Linked DNA regions of Oryctolagus cuniculus: region 1 is linked to region 2. A link is a contact called in public Hi-C data. All regions are on one chromosome and are shown on one strand. Each heading gives the region's core, a stretch centred on a gene start, on an enhancer-like site or on the middle of the called end of the contact. The rest is flanking DNA. Distances are from core to core; before and after follow the strand shown.

Evidence for each region. A called contact is a pair of places that touch in the nucleus more often than the background predicts.
Region 1: a contact with region 2 is called in a Hi-C map of an unstated tissue, with 2.5 times the contacts expected there. The contact joins the promoter of LOC108177140 here to the enhancer-like site in region 2. A contact is called at or near these places in 2 of 6 Hi-C or Micro-C datasets (skin fibroblasts and an unstated tissue).

Annotation. Positions count from the first base shown.
Region 1 is chr10:32,724,147-32,728,155 of mOryCun1.1, reverse strand. LOC108177140 reads right to left here and starts at 1,723. Exons shown (of 2, transcript XM_070050269.1): 1 at 713-1,723. The coding sequence starts at 1,723. The coding sequence ends at 824. It overlaps SETBP1 (SET binding protein 1), which reads left to right and starts at 1,867. Exons shown (of 6, transcript XM_008261251.4): 1 at 1,867-2,010.
Region 2 is chr10:32,614,865-32,618,803 of mOryCun1.1, reverse strand. All of the region lies in intron 2 of SETBP1 (SET binding protein 1), which reads left to right. Among named protein-coding and RNA genes, the nearest start is that of SETBP1, 110 kb to the left of the region's middle. Within about 2 kb of position 2,208, at least 1 of the 8 cell types and tissues checked has an H3K27ac peak or open chromatin away from gene starts, as enhancers often do.

The sequences.
Region 1 (4,009 bases), core at 474-2,973, 110 kb before region 2:
CCCGGGGGCGTGGACCAGTGTGTGAGTGTGTGCGTGAGAGGGAGGTGCGGCGGGGGGGGGGGGGGCGGGGGTCCAGCCACTTTTTCTCCCTTGCTCCAGAGCATTCCGGTAAAAAAGAGAAAAAAAGAGGTCGTCCGACAGAATTCAACCCTGTAGCCAAGCGGGGTTGGCAGTGGCTGATGTGGTTGCTAGGGGGCCGCCCCCCACTCACCACCCAAACATTTCTCAGTTTCACCCAACTCTCACAGAGAAAGGCATGGTCAAACTCAGCTGCCTGCGTTCGGAGTGACCTCTACCTGGAGATCTGGAAGCATAGCCCTTTGCAGGTCTCTGTGAGTCTTCCTCAGTCAGCTGATGGAGTGCACAGCGTCCCTAAGCTTCTCCATTCTTCCCTTGGCCCGAAAAGCGCCCCTTCTGTAACCCCAACAGAAATGCCCAGAGACTAAAAGTAACCGCCACGTTTTGCCAAGCACCAAAGACATCCCCACCACCCGGATCAGGGAGGGAGCTGCGAGGTTGCCATCCGTGCCCTTTCCTGCAAGAGTCTAACTGTGGTGGATAACGAGAAAAAATGACACGAGGACCCGATGCCTACAAGTAGCTTACTAAAACACAATACACAAATAAAGTAAAACCAACCCTGGAAAGGAAGCCTCATGACCCGCTTAAAAGAAAGAAAGCAACCACGCTGCGCCCAGTTGAGAGAGCCTACCACGTCGGCGCCTGGACGCGCGGCTCCCGCGACACTGCCCCTGTTGTGTCAGACAGTGGCGGTGTTGAGCCCGGCAGCCCGCGCCCAGCCGGAGGCGCTCCCCACGGCCGCTCAGTCTCCGCCGCTGACTCCGACGCGCAGAAGCCACTGGGCCGCGAGGGCGCTGGGGAGCGCTAGGGGCGCGGGGTGCGGCGAGGGGCTCCCGATCGGCCGCCACCAACTGTTTCCCTCCTCCTTCACGGCTAGACCCCGCTCCCTCCAATTGACCGAGATTCCCCGGGGGTGGGGAGGTGAGGGGAGCGGCCGCTCTTCGCTCTCCACCGGCTCCCGCCCGAGAAGCGGCCCCGGGCCCGCGGGGCCAGCCGCGTGGGCGCCGGCGCCCCCTCCGAGGCGGCCGGCGGGGTGGCGGTCCCCGCTCGCCTCTGCCGCGCGGCCGCTCCGATCCTCCCCCCCTTCCCCGCCCGCGCCCTCCCCCTTCCTTTCACCAAGACTCTGGGACTCGGGAGAGGGCGCGGGAGGCAGGCACACGGGCCCGACCCCACTCCAGCTCTCGCCGGGGACGCGGGCGGGCGGGCGGCAAGGGGGCGCGGGGCGGGCGCGGCCATGGAGCGGCGGCGGCGGCGGCGGCGGCAGCACTAGCGACCGCGGGCGGACGGGCGGAGAGCGGGCAGGGCCGCCGGGCGCCGCGGACCGAACTGCACAGCTCAGCAAAAGCGCCCTCGCCCTCCGCGCGCCGCCTCCTGCGAGCCCAAACCCAGCAACATTTTTAAAGCTCCAATCCATCCTTTGAAGACAAGGGGGGGGGGGGGGAGGTGGTGGAAATAGCGTTGATCGGAGAGACGGGGATATATTTATATATTTATATATATATATACAATTTTTTTTGGCTCCTGCTAAAATTAGCCGGGCCCGCCGCGCGCCCGTGTGCGAGTGTGAGCGAGTGTGTGCGTACGGGCGTGTGTGTGTGTGAATGTGATTACTCCAGGACTCCTCGGGCTCCGGAGACGCCATTTTCCCCCTTGATATCTCTCTCCATAAATCGGTGGCGCGGCGGAGGCGGCCGCGCCGGGCGGGAAGCGCGGGGCCGGCCGGGGCGCCCGCCGCTCGCCGCCGCCTCCGCGCGCCCGGGGGCCCCGCAGCCCCCCGAGCGAGGGCGGCCCGCCCCGCGGCTCGCCGTTTGACAGATGCTCATCGCCATGGAGTTGCCGCAGCAGCACCTTTGGGGGCTCCGGCGAGCGACCGGAGCCGGGATCTGAGCGAGCGCCAGGGCCAGCGGAGCCGGAGCCGCCGGGACATGGGTGAGCACGCGCGGCGACCTTGCCCCGGGAGCCCCGGCGCGCAGCCTCCCGCCGCGCCGCGGGCCCCCGCACGCCCGGGCCCGGGGTGGTGTGTGTGAGTGTGTGAATGTGTGTGAGTGTGTGTGTGTGTGTGTGTGCGCGCGCCCTGCATGCAAAAGTTCACGTTGCCTCGCCTGGTCTCGCCGGGGCTTTGACTTTGCACCGAGCAGGAAGGGGCAGCCGGGGCCGAGGGGGCGGGATGCCGGTCCCGGCGAGTCTGCCGGGGAGGGGCGCGATTCCGGCCGGCCCGCGGGTGGGCAGCGATGCTGGCTCCATCCGAGTGGCCCGTTGGTGGCGGCGATGGTGGAAGAGTCGGGCTAGGAGCTCATTGAGTTTCGCCTAATCTGATCCCCCACCCCCACCCCGCCTTTGCACCCTCCCTCGGTCCTGCAGCCGGCTGCTTGGGCTGGCGTTGGTAGAGCGGACCCGGGAGGGGGAGGGGGTAGGAACATAGGAAAAGGGGTGGGAAGGCGGCAGGATTTTTTTTTTTTTTTTTTTTTTTTTTTTTTTGCTCTCTTTGTAACTTGCAGGTTAAGTGGAGCTAGAGAGCTACATTGTAGCCTAGTTGGATTTTTTTTGGGGGGGGGGTGGCATGTATCAGAATCTAACGTGTCGTTAATAGAAAGAAGATCAGGCGAGAAGTGGTCCAGCCGGCGAAGGTTGGTTTGTGCTTGTGTCGTGGCTGTGTGTTAGTCTTTTTTCTCGGAAACCTTAATCAATGGATTTGAGTCTGTTGTGCTCTCTGGTTTGGGGACTCTGAAAAGACAGGAATTCCCTTAAAAGCAGACGAATGCCCTTTTGAAAGCACGCATTGTGTGCCCTGGGCTTGGGAATTAAACGGCAGGCTTCCCCCTTCGGTGGTTTCCAGGGGGAAATCGCTCCGGAAAGGGAGCCCTTCAGTATCGATTTATTGTTTTTGTCTTTCAAACCATTATCTCTTCGACCAAAATACTGTCTGAGAAGTTCCACCGAGACAAAGTCAGGGAAACTGGACCGCGCAGATCTTCAGCAAGATGGTGATGACGGTGATGCTGGTTTGGGTGTCTGTTTGTGATGGAAGCATTGTTGGGTAATTGCAAATTCTGATCGGTAGAGCATGCTGGTTCTAAAAAAATAAGTTACTGCTGAAATGCCGTCTGCCAGCCCCCTCCCCTGCACACTACCAGTTCCCATCCTCCCCCCACCCACACCGCTTACTACGATTCTGAAATCGGATCCAACTGGAAATATTTTCATTGGAGATCGGAAAGTTGTGCCGTTGCAAGTAGGAGATGAGGCTGGAGGAACTGAGAGTGCGGCAAGGGAGCTCTTACTGCCTCCGGATGCTGCATTTTGTTCTTTATGTGTGTCCGTGCGTGCGGGATTCTGAGTGTCTATCAGTCTGAAAGGACTGTTGAGGGAAGGATTTCCGATTCGTTTCCGTTTCAAATAAACTGTCCTGATAATCTCACGGTTGAGGTCTAATGCTAAAAGGGCCGTTTGTGTGTCTCTTTATGGCCACAGAAACTCCCCTCCACAAGGGCAGGGTATCCTGCCATTCTAGAAGTGACTTTTCCTTCCCAGCCACCTTCTGCTGCCCCCTCCCCAGCCACACCTCTCTCCCTAAAGTTTGCCTGCAGTCTATGGTCTCTAAGGAAATACAGATATTACTTGTTTGTCTCTTACATTCTTTTCCCTTTTCATTCCTTCACCCTTCATCCTGTTTATGTTCTTTTGCTGTAGGTTTGTACTAAAAGCTAATTTCATAGAGTAGCTGTCAAAAAAAAAAAAAAAATTCCCCACACCCCTTGGGCCCATGCTTTTTGCCCTCCTGTGGTTCTCACAGGTAAATTTCTTGGGTCCTGACCCAGACTCCTCTGCATTAGCAAGGTATGTTTGCGTTCAGTGGGGGCAGGGAGCAGAGATGAGGTGTTTGGAGAGAAAGGGTGTTGTCTGTGCTGGCCACTTCTGCAACTTGGGA
Region 2 (3,939 bases), core at 959-3,458:
ACAGGGTGAGGTGGGAAACATTTACCCATGGCTGCTTCCTCTTCCTACCCAATGATGACAAGGCATTGGTTTGGAGTCAGAAATCTGCAATGAATTCTGAGACTCTTAGCTGTGTGATTTGGGCACAATCTTCCCTCTCTTTCTGTCTCTGCTGTATCTCTTGTTATCAGCAAACTCTACAGCTCTTGAAGTTTGGGGGAGGGTTAGATTAATTTCTATAAAGTGTCTGACACATCATCGGTGTTTAAGATATTACAGCATGTATAATGTTGTCATCTTCAAAGTGAGAGGATGAGGTGATACCCAATGGCCTACCTAACTCGATACATTAGTCCTCCTTTGTTCCTGATTTTACCTTCTGCAGTTTCAGTTACCCTCAGCCAACAGCAGGCTGAAACTATGAAATGGAAAATTCAGGAAATAAACAATTCGTAGGCTTTAAATTGCATGCCATTCTGAGTAGCAGGATGCAATCTCACACTATCCTGCTCAGTCTCACCAGCGATATGAATCACCCCTTTGTCCAACGTGTCCACATTTTATATATTACCCACCAGTTAGTCACTGAGTAGCTGTCGTCTTTGTCAGATGGAATGTTGTGGCACCACAGTGCTTGCCTTCAAGTAACCCTTACATCAAAGCCCAAGGCTATGTCCCAATGCCTGTGTCATTCACCTCAGTGCATCTCCTCACGTGGGCACTATATCATCTCACAGCAGCACAAGGGTGAGTACAGTTTAGGGGGATACATTGAGAGAGAGGGACAACATTTGCATAGTATATTGTTACAATTTCTCAATTTTACTACTTATTGGCTATCTCTTATTCTGCCAAATCTACACGTTAAGCTTTATCAAACGCATGTATCTATTGCAAACAAGACCTGGTGTGTATGGGGTTCTATGCTACCTGTGGTTTCAGGTATCACCTGGAGGTCTGTCACACTCAGATTTATCATCCTGTTGGAAAATACAGAGGCTTGGCCTGCATGAAACCAGGAGGAAGGATTTTGTATGATGTGAGAGAGAAGATACCATTTTCTGCATATGGTACAGGCAAGTTTTAGTTCATACCAAATTCTCCCCCAATGTGAAGAGCAACAAGAGCCAGGACAGGTAAGGGTGGCTGCTTTCTGGCAGGGAAATGAAGTAGGAGCTGCATACACCTGGGTGTACCTCCCAGGGAGTGAGCTGTGCACAGTGAAGAGACCTCTGAATCTTTGCTGGGAGCTAGCACAGGGCAGCCACCACTGCCTGCTGTCATGGGAAGTTTTCATGGTGCCACAGCCACCTGGAGCCCCTGAACCTGTAGCCCATTCCTCTCTCTGCCAGCAGGATGTGTTCATTGTCTATGGCCTGACCACATCTCCTGCTTGCTCTGCCTCCCCTCCGTGCACACCACGTGAACTGAGTATGAATATCCTTTTTGATGTTGGCTGCTGTTAGAAGTTTGCCTCCCACCTTTTTTTCTCCTTCCAACAGAGAACAACCTGGATGCCACACATGGTGTGGTGTTATCTGCTCTGACTTTGGAAAGGAATTTCTCCCCTTAGGGCTCTATTCCCAGCATAGCATAATCTAGGAGAAAAAAAAAAAAAAACGTTTATCCTAGGGAAGCCAAATCAGCCAAGAGTTATTCAGAGTGTCTGACTGCCTGTTATATTTAGAAACTACACGGAGGAGAACTTTAAGAATGCTAGCGTCTTCCAACCACCAACCATGGCCCTGTTAGATTCTCCTGGTTGCTTGGGGCAGTCAGATAAAGAAGGCCTCCCTGGCTGTTATTCTTGGTGGGTGATGGACTAGGAGAAATACAGCTGTAGAGTGTTGCAGCCATCGAATAAGTCCAGGTCTCAGGTGTTTTGTGTCCATTCCCCTTTTTGCAGATGAATGTGCCGGATTTTACTCAATTCTCTGAACTGCAGTTTTGTTCCCTATAATGTGAGACAACTGGACACAATCAATGCTCTGCTATGGCTGCACCTTGAGAACACATGGGTACTTTGTTAAAAATACAGATGCTGCGACTGGATAACTAGATATTTAAAAGGTCTTGTGGTTAGGGTATGTGTTTGGCTTAGAGGTTAAAATAGCCACTTCCCACAACGGAATACATGGGTTCCATTTTCAGATCTGACTCCTGACTCCACTTTCTAACAGTGCAGAGCCTGGGAAGCAGTGGTGACAGCTCAGGTTACTGGATTCCTACCACCCACATGGGAGATCCAGATTGAATTCCTGACTGCTGCCCTCAGCCTGGCGCAGGCCCTACTGTCATATGCATTTGGGGGAATGAACCAATGGGTAGAAGCTCTCTCTTTCTGTCTTTAACTTTCCTCTGCTTCTCCAGTTTTTTTTTTTTTTTTTTAATATAAAAGGCCTAATGAACCTTGGGCATTGGCATAATGTTTTTCTTGCCTCTCAGGTTGGTATGATTTCCATCTCCAGGTGCAGATCAGTGCTTTTCTGAATGTAGTCTCGAGGGTGGTAGCAGGAGCAGCAGTAGTAGCAGCACTAGGCAACTTGTTAGAATTGCTTGTTCTTGGGCCCCACCCCAGAAATACTGCATAGAAGCTCTGGTGGAGAGGACCAGCTGTGTGTTCTGTCAAGCTTTCCAGGTGGTTCTGATGCATGACAGAGTTAAAAACACAGTAGATTAGATAACTTTACAAGGGGTTCCTACTAGGTTTCAAAATCTGTAATCCTATCAACAGTCTAGATAGGGTGCAAGATCAAGCCAAGGCCACACAGATGGCTAAATAGGTGGTGGAGACCTTACCACAATCCAGGCTTTTTGAACTGCCATCCAGAGCTTTTTTAATTATCCAATTAGGAAGGTGTTTAGGATTCATGGCAAATCCTTCCTCTCCCTCGCTCTCTCTTCTCCCCCTCCCACCTTCCCTCTGTTAAGCTTCTTGTGGGCCACAGGATTGTGGAGAGCATGTTATTTTTAGCTCACAGTGTACCTGCAGTGCTGTGTATGTTAATTGCAAACAGCAATTATTCTGTAATTCTTTGGCATGTGGTAAAGGGTGTATTGGAGCTGGTTTGTGGATTATCGGCCACTTTGCTGGGTTCTGTAACTGATGGGGTTGAATAGATTTTGTTGTTGTTGTTTTGCGAAGTTACACAGCCTGCTGTGTGTGAACAGGATTGAGCAGGCATGGGTAACCCAACACCTTTCTCTTGGACACAACTGTCAATTCCCTTAGCATTTATTAAGAAATATCGGGGCCTGTGCTGTGGCGCAGTGGGTTAACACCCTGGCCTGAAGCGCGGGAATCCCATATGGGTTGGGTTTGAGACCTGGCTGCTCCACTTCTGATCCAGCTCTCTGCTATGGCCTGGGAAAGCAGTAGAAGATGGCCCAAGTGGGCCCCTGCATCCGCATGGGAGGCCCAGAAGAAGCTCCTGGCTCTTGGTTTCAGATCGAGCAGCTCCGGCCATTGTGGCCATCTGGGGAGTGAACTAGTGGATGGAAGACCTCTCTCTCTCTCTCCTCTGCCTCTCCTCTCTCTGTAACTCTGACATTCAAATAAATAAATAAATAATAATAATAATAAATATCAAGGATGGCAGCCACTGACCTGAATTTTTGTAAATCTACTTTCCATAGTGGTTACCAGAAACTTGCAGAGGGCATTGCTAAAGAGGACCTGGAGGGAGTTAGTTCTAGGGTTCAATTTTAGATGACTTAAGAAAAAAATTACGCCCGGTTGTCCTAGCAATGAATGGAGGACTTACTTGCTCTATTCAACAACCACAAGGGAGCACTTGAACTAGAACCTTGGCATCCTAAAACCTAGACCAAGGCATCTGGAATTATTGAGAGCAGTGGAGCTTTCCAGGAAGATTTGAACCTGCACACAATTTGGGAGGTGGTGGAGGAATCAGATCTAACTCCACTGGCAGAGCTGAAAGAAGGAGCACTGGAGATTTC